Regions from separate parts of the Gossypium arboreum genome. Here region 2 is linked to region 1. The links are chromatin contacts, called in public Hi-C maps. All regions are on one chromosome and are shown on one strand. Each heading gives the region's core, a stretch centred on a gene start, on an enhancer-like site or on the middle of the called end of the contact. The rest is flanking DNA. Distances are from core to core; before and after follow the strand shown. Region 1 holds the start of LOC108482140 (photosynthetic NDH subunit of subcomplex B 4, chloroplastic). Region 2 holds the start of LOC108482988 (pentatricopeptide repeat-containing protein At5g61400).

Region 1 (6,291 bases), core at 905-3,404:
GAGATGTGATACACGTCCCTAATTTCTCTCCCACTAACACCATAACTTAGAATTCAACTTCCACCCAAACTCTCTCCGAACTGTGCCCAAAAATAAAACTCCATTGCTCACGTAGGGATTCAAACTCAAGACTTCTAACACACTAACACACATTTTAACCACCAGACCAGCAGGCCAATTTGGATATGAACTTACATACAATTAAACTTAAGCCTACTAAACAAGGTTAAGGCTTTATTCAGAAAAATACCAAAATTTGCCCAAAATAGGACTTGAACTTGAAACTTCACACACACACCCAAAACACTTAACCACTGTAGTAGATGCACATTTGTGTTACAATTCACAAAACCAAAATATAACATTTTTGGGGCGTTACATAAATACCCCTATTCCCTTCCTCATTTCACACAACTCACATCCTACATATTCTTCACCTTTCTCTCTTCGATTTCCTTCATTGTTTTCCCATTTTCTTGTCATCTTCCTTTGCTGATTTCCACTCTTGAAAGAGAGCTTGCATCTCCCTTGGAGTAGCAACATTTAAATGTTAGTTAAGGCCTTGAATCGACAGAACGAGCTGTGAAGATGATGAGGACACTAGTCTGGCTTCGGAGAAACACCAAGATTTGTTTCCTAGTTCTGCTCTTCTCTTTAATTTTTCTCGTTTATGTTGTGATTATGAACATGAATATTTGTTGTGTTGTTGTTCTTGATTTAATTAAAATGGCTTAGATTTAATTCAAATGGTTTAGTTAACAAAATACCAAGTTGTCGTGAAATTATTTATAACAACATGAACATGGGCTTAGTAATTCTAAGTTAAGGAATGTAATTGATTTAATACATTTATGTCATATTGATTAAACTCATTTTCAGAAATCGTGTATTGGAACATTTTTACTTTTTATTTGTCTTAGTTAATTTTTAGTTTTATAAAAACTTCTTCAAATCAATATATTTTTCTTTCACCAAATTGTTTAAAGTTGTATTTCATAAATATTTTCTTTCACAGTCCTTATGGGTATGATAACTCGACATTTACTTGTCACTTTATTACTTGTTAATGATTGTGTACACTTGCAAAATTTCGTCGTTCTAGCTATTCATACATTGGCGAATCTAGCTCCTACACGACTACATGCTCACCAAGACTGTGAGCTCACCATATTTGCCAGCTTATCAATAGTGCGAACTGCGAGGTCATCAAAACTGCGAGCTCACCAAACATGCGAGCTCACCAAGCTTGAAAGCTCTCCAAGTTTCAAGATTTATCAAGTTGTAGTATTTTATTATTATATTCAGCTTATTTAAGCGTAGATGTTTATGTAAATTAATATGTTGAAATGAAAAATAAAAAAATTATAATCCAAACACTTCTCTATTTTATTGTATCGCTTTCTGTTTCAATCTTTCCTTCATCAAATATCCAACATACACAACAAACAAATAATCGAATAAAAACAAGATTAATCAAAAGAAGTGGTCGGTTGGAGTCTTGGACAGATAACCTACACCTTAATATGTTTGTTGCTTTTTTCCTATTTTTCGTCCCTACCTAAAAACTAGGATTGATTTGCAGCAGGTAAACATTTGGCAGTTTTGATTTTCCTTTGAGTTCACATGAAAATATTCCAAGAAATATTAGGGTTAATATTATTTTGGGTTTGAATTTCACAAAATGTTTTTATGTTGAGTTTAAAATTTTTAATTTAGATTAATGTTTTATATTTTTGGAAAAAAGGCCATGTTCTAATGTGAGACAATTATTAAATTTCAAGTTAAATTTAGATAAAAAAAGTATTTCAATTTTAGTGTGGGATAATTGTTGAGTTAAAGTCTAAAAATTAGATTATGATGAACTATTATTGTTTTAGTTAAGATTGCATGTAATTGAGAAAGAATTGCAAAGGTTAAAACACGACATAAAATATAATATGATATTAGAAAAATAATACAAATTGAGTTGTTCTCATATTTTATCACTACTGTTGATTAAATATATATTTTTCAAAACCATTATTTTATAATAATTTTAATAATAAAAGTGACCCACTAATCGGACCAGGCCGAGATTTGACATGATTTTTTTTTTTTAAAACGGATCGTGACCCGACCGGGCCGAGTAAGAATGGATGCAAATGAGTGCCTTATCTACTTAGCCCTTCACTCACATAACTAAAGTACCAAAAATCCATAACTTTTGGAGGAAAAAAAAGAAAAAAGAACTACCACATTCTACAAGCCAAATATGAGCTTCACCATTTTAAAACCATGGATTCACTGTAGTTATCTTCAACCTACCAAATTCGGCAACTACCCATTTTCAAGCAGCACCAGGCTTTTCAACAATGGCTGCCAGCAGGTAAGTAGTTTGGTGAGTGATTTGATTTGCAGGGATGTTACTGCAGTACCAGCTTGAAATTTGTGATGTATATACATATAGATTGATGAAGGCAACAAGAGTAAAAGAAGGGGAGCTTTTGTTAAAGTTAATGCTCTACCAGATTGGCCTCTAATGGCAGTTTTAGTTCATCATGTTCAACAACTTGATGCCCAAAGAGAAATTATAACCAATAAATCTATTTGGCATCTTAGTGATGAAGCCATTAAAAAAGTTTGTAAGTGTTTTTCCATCAATTCATTCATTCATTCAAATTGGTCAACGATTTACGTATTGAAGCTATATGATGAAATGCTGAAGAATTTTCCTTTGGTCCTTTTTTGCTTTATAGATGCTTTCTACATTATGTTCACTTGCTGGGGATGTTTGTTTTTTGGGTCCACCAAGGTATAATCATATGTCCATTGATTTTGTTCGCTATAATTGATATATAATGGGTGGCTTTCTTTTGATTTGAGCTTTAAAGTATCTGATTTAGAACATTCATTGTGTAGGATCCATACTATGATTCTGAAGTATACAGGAAAGATGGAGGTGATGGTACTGGACATTGGGTTTATGAGAAGGTTAATTACATCCCTTAATTTCCTCATCTATATCATATCTATACTGTTATTTAAGACTTTAACTAAGTTGTTGTCACGAGTAAATCAGTAACTAATTCGATTAAAGAATTACAAAAATATCTTTCTATAATTAAAATAAATTATATTATTCAAAGTATTTTAATCTTTTAATTAAAAACCAATCAAAATATACATATAATGAAACTAGAACCCTGTAAATTGTATTGATAAAATTTAAATTAACCAATTAACTAAAGCTTTGTTTTAATAACTTTTATACATTTTCATTTTAATACTCATATTTTATTACCTTCATCAATTGTATATATACACTATATAAGGTACAATCAACTCATTTGTAAAATTACTAAATTATCATTATTTTAAAAATAACTAATGTTATTCTAAGGATTTTTTGGTCTCTTGATACTTTTATAATATTCCAAATGAAATAACTGTAAAATATTGTTTGTGAAATGAACACAAGCTAAACAAATTTAAATAAATATCTCTTATCACTCCATTAATTATTTATTAAAATAAATTTATAAATATACTTTTTAATATTTGATATTTGCAGTCACAACATTGTGGATGTGATAAATTATATTATTATTGATTGGTTGCGGAAAAAAAGAAGCCTCGGTTGGGGAATAAGGGAAGGATGTACATGCATGAACCCACCAATTGAATTGAATTAAGCGCCGGATTCATTTCTTTGACATTAAATTAGTCTAAAATCAATCTCGAAGCACCAATTTCTAAATCTTACCAAAGTTGAAGTACCAAATATGTGATTGATTCTTAGGCTTTTCTCTTTTGGCATAAAGGTCTTATAGTCTAGGGATATTATAATATCATACTTGCTAGATTCCATAGTTTTTAAAAGTTTGATTGCATAAACTAATTGGACTAAGCTAAGGGTTCTTACCTTTTTGCTTTTGAAGTACTGTTAGTTCACTTTCAATTCAGTTGTATATGTTGTTTGGCTCATGAGGCTATTTGAAATGCAGCAAGAGGACATTGAAGAATCTGCAAGGGCAGAGTTGTGGCGTGAAGAGCTGATTGAGGAGATAGAGCAGAAGGTCGGTGGGCTTCGAGAACTCGAAGAAGCAGGCCGCAAGTAGAAGCTTGATATTATATACAGAACCATGTGAAACATCCCTGTATATATGTTTTAAATATGCATCGACAGAAAAAGATAAACTTCTTGATGTTATTTTATTGCAAACATTTTACATGCTTGGCCTGAATGATATTATGGAGTAAATTTGAGTTCTTGGCATTTTCTCGTTTTATACTTCCTATTTAGCAGCAACTTTTCGATTGCAAATATAATAAATGTTACTTCGATTTTAAGGGTGGGGCTTGTGGATATGGAAATCTATACAGCCAAGGGTGTGGGACCAATACGGCAGCATTGAGCACAGCACTGTTAACTAATGGCTTGAGTTGTGCTTTTGTTTTGAGCTCAAGTTTGTTAATGAACCTAACTGGTGCCCGCCAAACAACGCAGGCGGCCGGTGCAACCCCCCCCCCCCCCCAAACCAACCATTTTCATCTCTCTCAACCCGTTTTCAAACAAATTGCTCATTATAAAGCTGGGATTGTTCCTATAACTTATCTTTCCAGCTTGTAGTTACATACGCGTTTTCAATCATGTTTATTGCGGACATAACATATGTTATTGTGATTTTTATAGGGTGCCATGTAGAAAGAGGAGGGGCATGAGAGTGACAACCAATGGCCATTCGTACTTCAACCTAGTCCTATTCACCAATGTCGGGGGTGCCAGGAATGTTCATTCGGCTTCGATCAAAGGGTCGAAAATTGGTTGGTTACCCATATCGAGAAGTTGTGGCCAAAACTGGCAAAGCAACGGTTACCTTAATGGGCAAAGCCTCTCTTTCAAGGTCACAACCAACGATGGGACACACTTTTGTCTCTAACAATATTGTTCCTTCGGATTGGTCCTTTGGCCAGACCTTTACTGGGTTGCAATTCCCTTAAAATTTTAAAATATAAAAACCATTATAGATTTCGTAGATAGGAAAAAATGTCAGAAATAAGTACGTACGTAAGTACAAAACTCAAACTTATTTTGGTACTTGTTTGTCATTGAAGTTGGATTAGATAAATTGGCACTAGTCGGAACTTTACCACCCACAATGCCTTCTAGTTTCAATATATGTTAGTACGATTCATTTAATTATAGGATAATTTTCAACTTTATCCACTTATGTATAGTTTAAAATACGTTTTAATCGTAGCGGAAGAGGATCAAACCATCATTTTGAAAAAGGTGTTGGACAACTTTTGTAATTATTCTAGACACAAAATTAATGCTAATAAAATGAATGTACGCTTCTCTGAAGGAGTGAATGATGCTTCAGGAGGTAGCCTATGTCGGATCATTGGTTTTCGTAGAACTAAAATCTTGGAAGTTATTTGGGGGTACCTCTGTTTCATGAAAAAGTAATCAATAGCACTTTGCGGTTTGTGGTGGAAAAAGTTCAGAGCAAGTTACAAAGTTGGGAGGCAAGGACGTTATCCTTACCTAGCAGAGCTACTTTAGCTCAATTAGTTCTTTTGGTGATCCACAGTTTTTTATTGCAGTCTATGCTGATTCGTAAAGGCCTTTGCAAGGAAATTGAGAGCATGGTGCGTCAGTTTATTTGGGGGTCTTCGATAAGGAGTCGAAAAGTGGCTTTGGTTGGTTGGGAAGACATTTGCCAACCTCGGGAACATGGTGGGATTGGCTTGCAAAAAATTGCAGGAACATAACACTTCCTTCATGATGAAGTTGGGCTTTAAACTTGTGACTGAACCCATAGCCCTTTGGGTCCAGGTCCTTCAAGCTAAATATGAGGTTACAAACGAAATTCCCGACTACCTATCGAGGAGTAGATGTTCTTTCCTGTGGAAAGCCCTCACCATGGTTTGGCCTCTTATTCGGGAGAATTGGCTCTGGTCAATAGGGGATGGGAGATACGTTAGGTGTTAGCGAGATCCATAGGTTCCAAATACGAGGCCTCTAGTTAATTTGATTCCTGGTCACTCTAATCTCGATCTAGATTGTTTGCTAAGTGAAATGGTGTCAGATGATGACACTTGGAACCTAGATTTATTTTGGGTTTAGCTGCTAGAGATGATTGTTTGCAAGATTATTAGAGTCTTTCCTCCATACCCTACAGCAGAGGCTGACAAGATCATCTAGGGAGGTATGTCGACGGGTTCATTTTCAGTTAAAAGTGCACATGGGAAAATTCGAGAGACTTTCTAGAAGCCAAAGGAGGCTGTGTGAAAGATCCCTTGGAAGTT
Region 2 (7,097 bases), core at 1,588-4,087, 390 kb before region 1:
ACAACCCTATGCAAATGTCACAATTCTGCCCAATTAGTCTCTGTTCTGTCCTGTACAAGATCATTTTTACAGTTCTGGTGAACAGGTTTAAAAAGTTTTTGTCTGTCTATATTGACCAAGAATAGAGTGCGTTTGTTCCTGGCCATTTTATCACTGAAAACTTTCTCATCGCTTATGAGGTGCTACATTCTTTTAAGCACAAGTGCAATGGGGTAGTAGGCTCTTTTTCACTCAAGCTTGACATAAGTAAGGCCTATGATTGGGTCGAGTGGGATTTTTTAGAGGCTATCATGTTATATATGGGATTCGGTTCGGAATAGGTTTCCTTGATCATGGCTTTTATCCATACGGTTTCTTATTTCGTGGTTCTTAATGGAAATTGAGGAGATCTTTTCAGCTGACACGAGGACTCCATCAAGGGGATCCCCTGAGTCCATTGGCAAAACAAGTCATCGTCTAACACATCTTCTTTTTGCAGACAACTGTATGATTTTCAGTTCGACATCTATTAAGAGTGCTGCCACAATTCACTCTATTTTGCAGGAATATGGGCGATGCACTGGACAGGTGTGAATTTTGATAAATCGGCTATTTCTTTCAGCTCGATGTGGAGCATTTTATCGATTCTAGTATCGGATCAGTATTGGGTGTACGCACTGTCCATCAGACAGATAAATATTTGGGAGTTCCCCTAATGGTTGAAAGGAGTTAGCAGAAGACTTTCTAGCATTTTAAGGATCAATTTCATCGATGTGTTGATAGTTGGAACTTATGTTACTTATCTCAGAGTGGTTAGGGTGTTTTTGTACGTTTTGTTTTGTAAGCAATTCCAACGCTTGCAATGCAATTTTTTTATTTTCTTCTTCCATTTGTCGCACACTTGAAGTTATTATAAGTCGGTTCTAACGACAGAAATTAGGGAGTCTTTGGGGAATTCATTGGTGTTCTTGGTCTTCGTTAAGCGCAACTAAGTGTGATGTATGAGCTTTCGTGATTTGGCTTAGTTTAATATTGCACTCTTGCCTAAGCAGGGGTAGTGCTTATTAACATATTCGGATTGTCTTATGAGCCGGGTTTTAAAGCACATTACTTTTCTAATGTTGATTTTTTAGAGTGGGCTTAGGGTTTTACCCTTCTTATACTTAGCACAATATCTAGTGCTCTCGGTGCCTGATAGAAAAGGGCCTTGGTTGGCGGGTGGGCAATGGTCACTTCATCTCCATCTGGAAGACCTTTGGCTCCTAGGCAAAGCTCTCTGCCGTATTGTGCACTTATCTGTTAATACTAATGTTACTTGGGTGAGTGATTTGATGTTACAGGATTCGGCCCAATGGAATCATACCTTGGTCAGTGAGTTGCTTTTGGTCGTTAAGGCAAATCGCATTCTTAGCATTCCTCTCTCTCGTTCAGATGATGATGATTTGGTGGTTTGGAAATGCGATCCAACTAGTTGTTACTTCATTCGTAGTGGATATAGGTTGCTTTATTAGCCTATGCAACAACTCTCTATTCCTTCTAGTCTTTTCAACCCTCTGAGTTCGCATGATTTTTTTACAATGATATGGAAGATTTGGGTCCCTATTAAAGTTCACATGATTGCTTGGAGATTCCTTTGCAATTATGTACCCACATTACACATCATTTACAATCGACACATCTCTACTACACAATACTGTCCTAGATGCCTCAATATACCTGATATGCCTATTCACGTGCTTCGGGAGTACCCTTTAACAATTTTGGTTTGGAATCTATTGGATATATCTTGGGCTGGTACCTACAATGTTTCAGATCTTATGAGTTGGTTAGGTTTTCTTTGTAAAGCATATATTAGGGACAATTTAGCACTCATCCTTACAACAATTTAGGCACTATGGTGGTTGCGTAACAGGTACTATCATGAGGGCCTTGGTTCCACGTCTCCTAAGTTGGTTTCCTTTATTCGCTCCTACTTAGGTGGCTTGTTGGTGCTGGACGCGCCAGGAGCGGTTCTGGTGGTTTTGCGTACTGCACGTTGGTGTCCTCCGCCCTCGCCTCTAGTTAAGGCCAACTTCAACACTACATACATAGAAGGGTCACACTCCTATTGCTCGGGGGTGGTGGTGCGGGATGCCCAGGGCCAGGTGCTTGTCTCTTGGAATAGGATCCATGGTCAGGTCTCATCGGCCTTTGCTGCGGAAGCGTTGGCTCTCTTATCAGTGTTGGATTTGGCTCGGGACCTTGGGCTATCTCGAGTTGTGTTCGAAAGGGATTCTCTGCATGTGATACGTAAACTCAATAACGTACAAGTCGACCGGTCAGTGATTCGGGCACTGATTACAAAGGGGAGGTTGCAGTTACATACCTTTTCTGCAGTGGCTACAGTCTGCCAATGTTTTCAAGAGTAAAATTGGGTTGCTCACTAGCTCGCGATGCTGGGATTTCGCTGCACATCGGACCGTTTCTAGGTCGTGGAGGATCCTTTTCAGGTGACAGGCACAGTAGCTGAGAAAGGAAGGTCGACCACTCATTCGCCTTAATTTCACCACAATCATTGGGTTAGAAAAGTTGCATCTCTTTACTTCTCCTTGTTGTGATTTCTTTTTCTCCATTGTCGTGCTTGCAAGCTGTTCAGATTTGGCTTTGGGATTTTTGGATTCCATCAGTTGCTTTTGGGACAACATTTAGGATTTCTTTTTCTTTTGTCTTCTGTTCCTTCTTTGGTGTTTTTCTAATTGTATTGGGGGCCTACTGCAGTTTGTTGCTTTTGTCTTTGGATTTGGGCCTCACCCATGCGGATTTGTTTTTCTATTTTTCTCTCTACTTCAATGGAAGCCATTTTAAAAAAAAAAAGTAAAATTAAATGATGTGGGCTAATTAAATTATTACATAGATAAATTTATTATTGAGGTACCATTTATGCAAAATGTCTAAATCTAATTGGTGCAAATTGTCACGAAAAAATGAACTAAAATGATCGGGAGGAAAATTCTAATGTTTAGGGGGGAGGGGGGGTTACATGATTCGTAGGAGAGCCTTAGCCCATAAACATGGCGAACCCCGTTTATTGAAGAGATGCAAGAACAATGCCCCAGTTGTAGGTTTAACCTACAATTTGAATTTATTTGGTTTGGTGTTCCATCTCAACATGGATAGCAATTTATAATTTTAGGATTCGGCCATGTAAACCTATAAACTGAAAATGTTGAAGCTATTCCCGCGTAAACAAACGCCATTTCTTTGCACCAAATACCCTTCAAACCTTTGTAAAATGGCATCTTCCTCCTCGTCATCGTCATGCCATCATCTGACAAAGGATATCCTCAACACCCAAAACCCTCACCAAGCTCTCAAGCTTTTCAATTCCAATGCCAATCTCTTAAACCCCTTGAAGAATCTCGAGCCTTATTCAGCCATCATTCACGTCTTGGCCAGTGCTAAACTTTACGAGGACGCCAGGTGTTTGATAAAATACCTCATCAAAGCCCTCCATAGCTCTTTGGAACCCCCTCGTGCTTGCCACTTAATTTTCAACGCCCTTAACAGATTTCAAACCTCAAAATTCACTCCCAATGTGTTTGGGTCATTAATCATTGCATTTTCCCAGATGGGTTTAATCGAAGATGCCTTGTGGGTTTATAGAAATATCAAAACTTTCCCTCAAATGCAGGCTTGTAATGCACTTTTAGATGGGTTAATTAAGTTGGGCAGGTTTGACTCCATGTGGGATCTTTACAAGGAATTGCTTTCACGGGGGTTTTTGCCTAATGTTGTTACTTATGGGGTGTTGATAAATTGTTGTTGTTGTCAAGGTGATGTTTTAAAGGCACACAACTTGTTTTATGAACTGTTGATGAAAGGAATTCCACCTAATGTTGTCGTCTACACAACTGTCATAAAGTTACTTTGTAATGAAGGTAAGATGCTGGAGGCAGAACGTATGTTTAGATTGATTAAAGAGGGTTATTTCCTTCCAAATTTGTACACTTATAATGTTTTGATGAATGGATATTTCAAGATGGATAGAGTCGAACGAGCCTTGGAAATATATGGGATGATGATCAGTGATAGGTTGGGACCAAATATTGTTACTTTTGGTATCTTGATTGATGGACTTTGTAAGGTGGGTGAACTGACGGTAGCTAGGAGCTACTTTGTTTGTATGGTTAAGTATGGTGTTTTCCCCAATATTTTTGTCTACAATTGTTTGATTGATGGCTACTGTAGGGCAGGCAATGTTTCTGAAGCAGTGAAGTTGAGCTCAGAAATGGAGAAGTTGGAAATGTTGCCTGATGTTATCACATATAGCATACTGATTAAGGGTCTTTGTACTGTAGGTAAAGTGGAGGAAGGGAGCTTTTTTATTGCAGAAAATGAACAAAGATGGAGTTTTGGCTAATTCTGTGACTTACAATTCCCTGATTGATGGGTACTGTAAAGTGGGGAACATGGAGAAGGCTTTGGAGGTATGCTCTCAAATGAGCGAAAATGGTGTAGAACCAAATGTTATCACTTTCTCTACATTGATTGATGGTTATTGCAAGACTGGAAACATGGAAGCTGCCGTGGGATTTTACTCCGAAATGGTTATCAAAGGTCTTGTTCCGGATGTGGTGGCTTACACTGCTTTGATTAATGGGTATTGTAAAAATGGTAATATCAAGGAGGCATTCCGGCTGCATAAAGAGATGCTGGAATCAGGATTAATGCCCAATGTTTTCACGTTAAGTAGTTTAATCGATGGCCTTTGCAAGGATGGAAGAGTTTCGGAGGCTTTCAGCTTTTTCTTGGAGAAGAGTAAAGCTGGTATTGGTGAAACAGTAACTGATGAGTTTGATGGTCTATTTTGCTCCCCAAATCATGTGATGTATACAAGCTTAATTCAAGCCATGTGCAAGGAAGGCCAGGTATTTGAAGCAAGTAAAATTTTCTCGGATTTGAGATGCAGCGGTTTGATGGTAGATGCGCCCTTGTACATTGTCATGTTAAAGGGTCATTTTCAAGCCAAGCATATGATTGATGTGATGATGTTGCTCGCAGATATGATAAAGATGGGCATCATGCCAAGCATTGCCATCAATGCGGTTGTAGCCAGGGGTTATCAAGAGATTGGAGACCTTAGGTCAGCTCTAAGGTGCTCTGAGGATTTAGCTGTTCAGGGCTCGGGCATTTTGAATCAAGGGGACGAAAATGAACCTAACTATAAAGTGAAAGAGGACTGTAAGATCTGTTTGTGATTAGCAATCAGTCTGATGGGTGAATTTCTCCCTGCAGTGATGGCTAGCTCACTCTCTGACCTCGAAGCTTGAGGTAGTGCAATATTTTTTGGCACTGCATCGGCTTGTTTGCAGCTCAGAGGAGTGGTTCTGCAATTACTTTATGGTTGCTGCCAGTGATCACTGATCATACTAGTTGAAATGTTCAGAACCGGAGAGATGCCGGACTGTTGTTCGATACTTGATGAACTGGAATCTAGGCATTACATGTATTGTTCATATCTGAAGTCCTGGATGCTGAAAGCAAGCCAGCTAAGTTGAGTTCCTTGGCTGAAGAAATATGTAGTTGTCAATGACCAAATAACTCAAATTCTTTGGTGCTACCAATGAAAATTTTGGTAAGTTTTTAGCTTTATTTAGGAGCCAAAGTGAAACAATTAAATTATTTAATGAAGAATTTGTGTTGTTTGCGCCCACAGAAACAGAAATTGCATGTGGGTAGTATTTGTGAAATAGTTGATGCTATTATGCTCTTTAAAGAAGTAAAATACTGAATTGAGTATAATTGAAAAATGAAAGGCTTATATTTGAGGGTAATAAAATAATATATAAAAAGGTTATAAAGATAAAATGGTAGTAAGATTTAAGGATAATTTTGTCATTTCCGTTTGAACTAAAGTTGCCCAATTCCTAAAAAATTGAAACAAATGCTCATTGCTGTGTCCAACAGCAACTGGGATTTATTTGATGCGATAAAACTATTTAGATTTGTTGGTTAAATAATGTGACACTGCGATTTTAAATTATATGCCTTGCCTTGCCTTCAAATTTATTTCCCATTTTTAAACAGAAAAATAAATAAATGAATATTTCAGATTAATTTCATTTTGAGTATTACTCAAATCAAACATTTTAATTATTTTATATTTTATAATTTATATTTTATATTTAAATTAGTAAACATAAAGTTTAAAGCACAATAAAAATAAAAATAAAAAGTTGTTTTCTAAAAACTTAACGCCTCTGTTTTAATACACATGGTTTAATACACGTGATTTTTTGTACTAAAATAAAAAATTTTACCTCATTTGGGTGGGACTTATGTTTTTTACCCTTACCATTTTCATAGCGTGTTTTTTTTTATAAAATAACCAAATTACAAAAATATCATCCATATATTTCCAGACTCTTTTTCTTTTCACTCTCACCTTGATTTCTTGAATTAGGTATGTGGTTTCCAAATTTTTTTCTTCCTGGTATGTTTAAAGGTTTTATATTTTTAACTTTTTTACTATTTTGCATACAAAATCATTTTGGTTTATTGAAAACTACATCTTAAAAGATATCTTATTTTGAATTCTTTCCTCTCCTCGTTTCTCTTGCTATTCATCAATTTGCTTCTAATAAATTATTATTGAATTTGAATACTAGTTTATTCATATTTTAGTTTTTAAGTCTTTGAGCATTGATTTTGAATATAGAATCAAACTCTTTTAAGTATTGAATTTAAATATTAGTTGGCTCATTTTTTGTTTTTAAAAGTTATATTTAATTTAAGTATTTTAAATAATTGAGAGATAAATTGATAACCAAATTTATGGTGTACCCATTTATTTTTATGTCTTGGAGCAAACATTTTATGCCTATAATTGAATTCTTGGATTAAGATTTATGACGTACCAATTTATTTGTTGCATCGTAATTCTTTAAATAAGTGATTAGTTTATAGCTAAAATTGATATTTTATAAAATACTTATGTTTTACTTGTTTAACACTTTAACCAAACAAAAATAATATATGTTTATTACACTATTAATAATCTACCTACTGAAAGATGGGTTATTTATTCATCATGTTCACTAGTTTTTCCTCATATTACAATATATATATTAAATAAATTT

What was found. A called contact is a pair of places that touch in the nucleus more often than the background predicts.
Region 2: a Hi-C map of leaf shows a contact between it and region 1, with 2.5 times the contacts expected there. The contact joins the promoter of LOC108482988 here to the promoter of LOC108482140 in region 1. A contact is called at or near these places in 2 of 5 Hi-C or Micro-C datasets (both in leaf).

Annotation. Positions count from the first base shown.
Region 1 is chr1:18,214,141-18,220,431 of ASM2569848v2, reverse strand. It overlaps LOC108482140 (photosynthetic NDH subunit of subcomplex B 4, chloroplastic), which reads left to right and starts at 2,154. Exons shown (of 5, transcript XM_017785249.2): 1 at 2,154-2,365; 2 at 2,447-2,621; 3 at 2,736-2,791; 4 at 2,899-2,970; 5 at 3,984-4,255. The coding sequence starts at 2,252. The coding sequence ends at 4,097.
Region 2 is chr1:18,600,040-18,607,136 of ASM2569848v2, reverse strand. LOC108482988 (pentatricopeptide repeat-containing protein At5g61400) reads left to right here and starts at 2,837. Exons shown (of 2, transcript XM_017786139.2): 1 at 2,837-4,336; 2 at 4,338-5,683. The coding sequence starts at 3,182. The coding sequence ends at 5,216.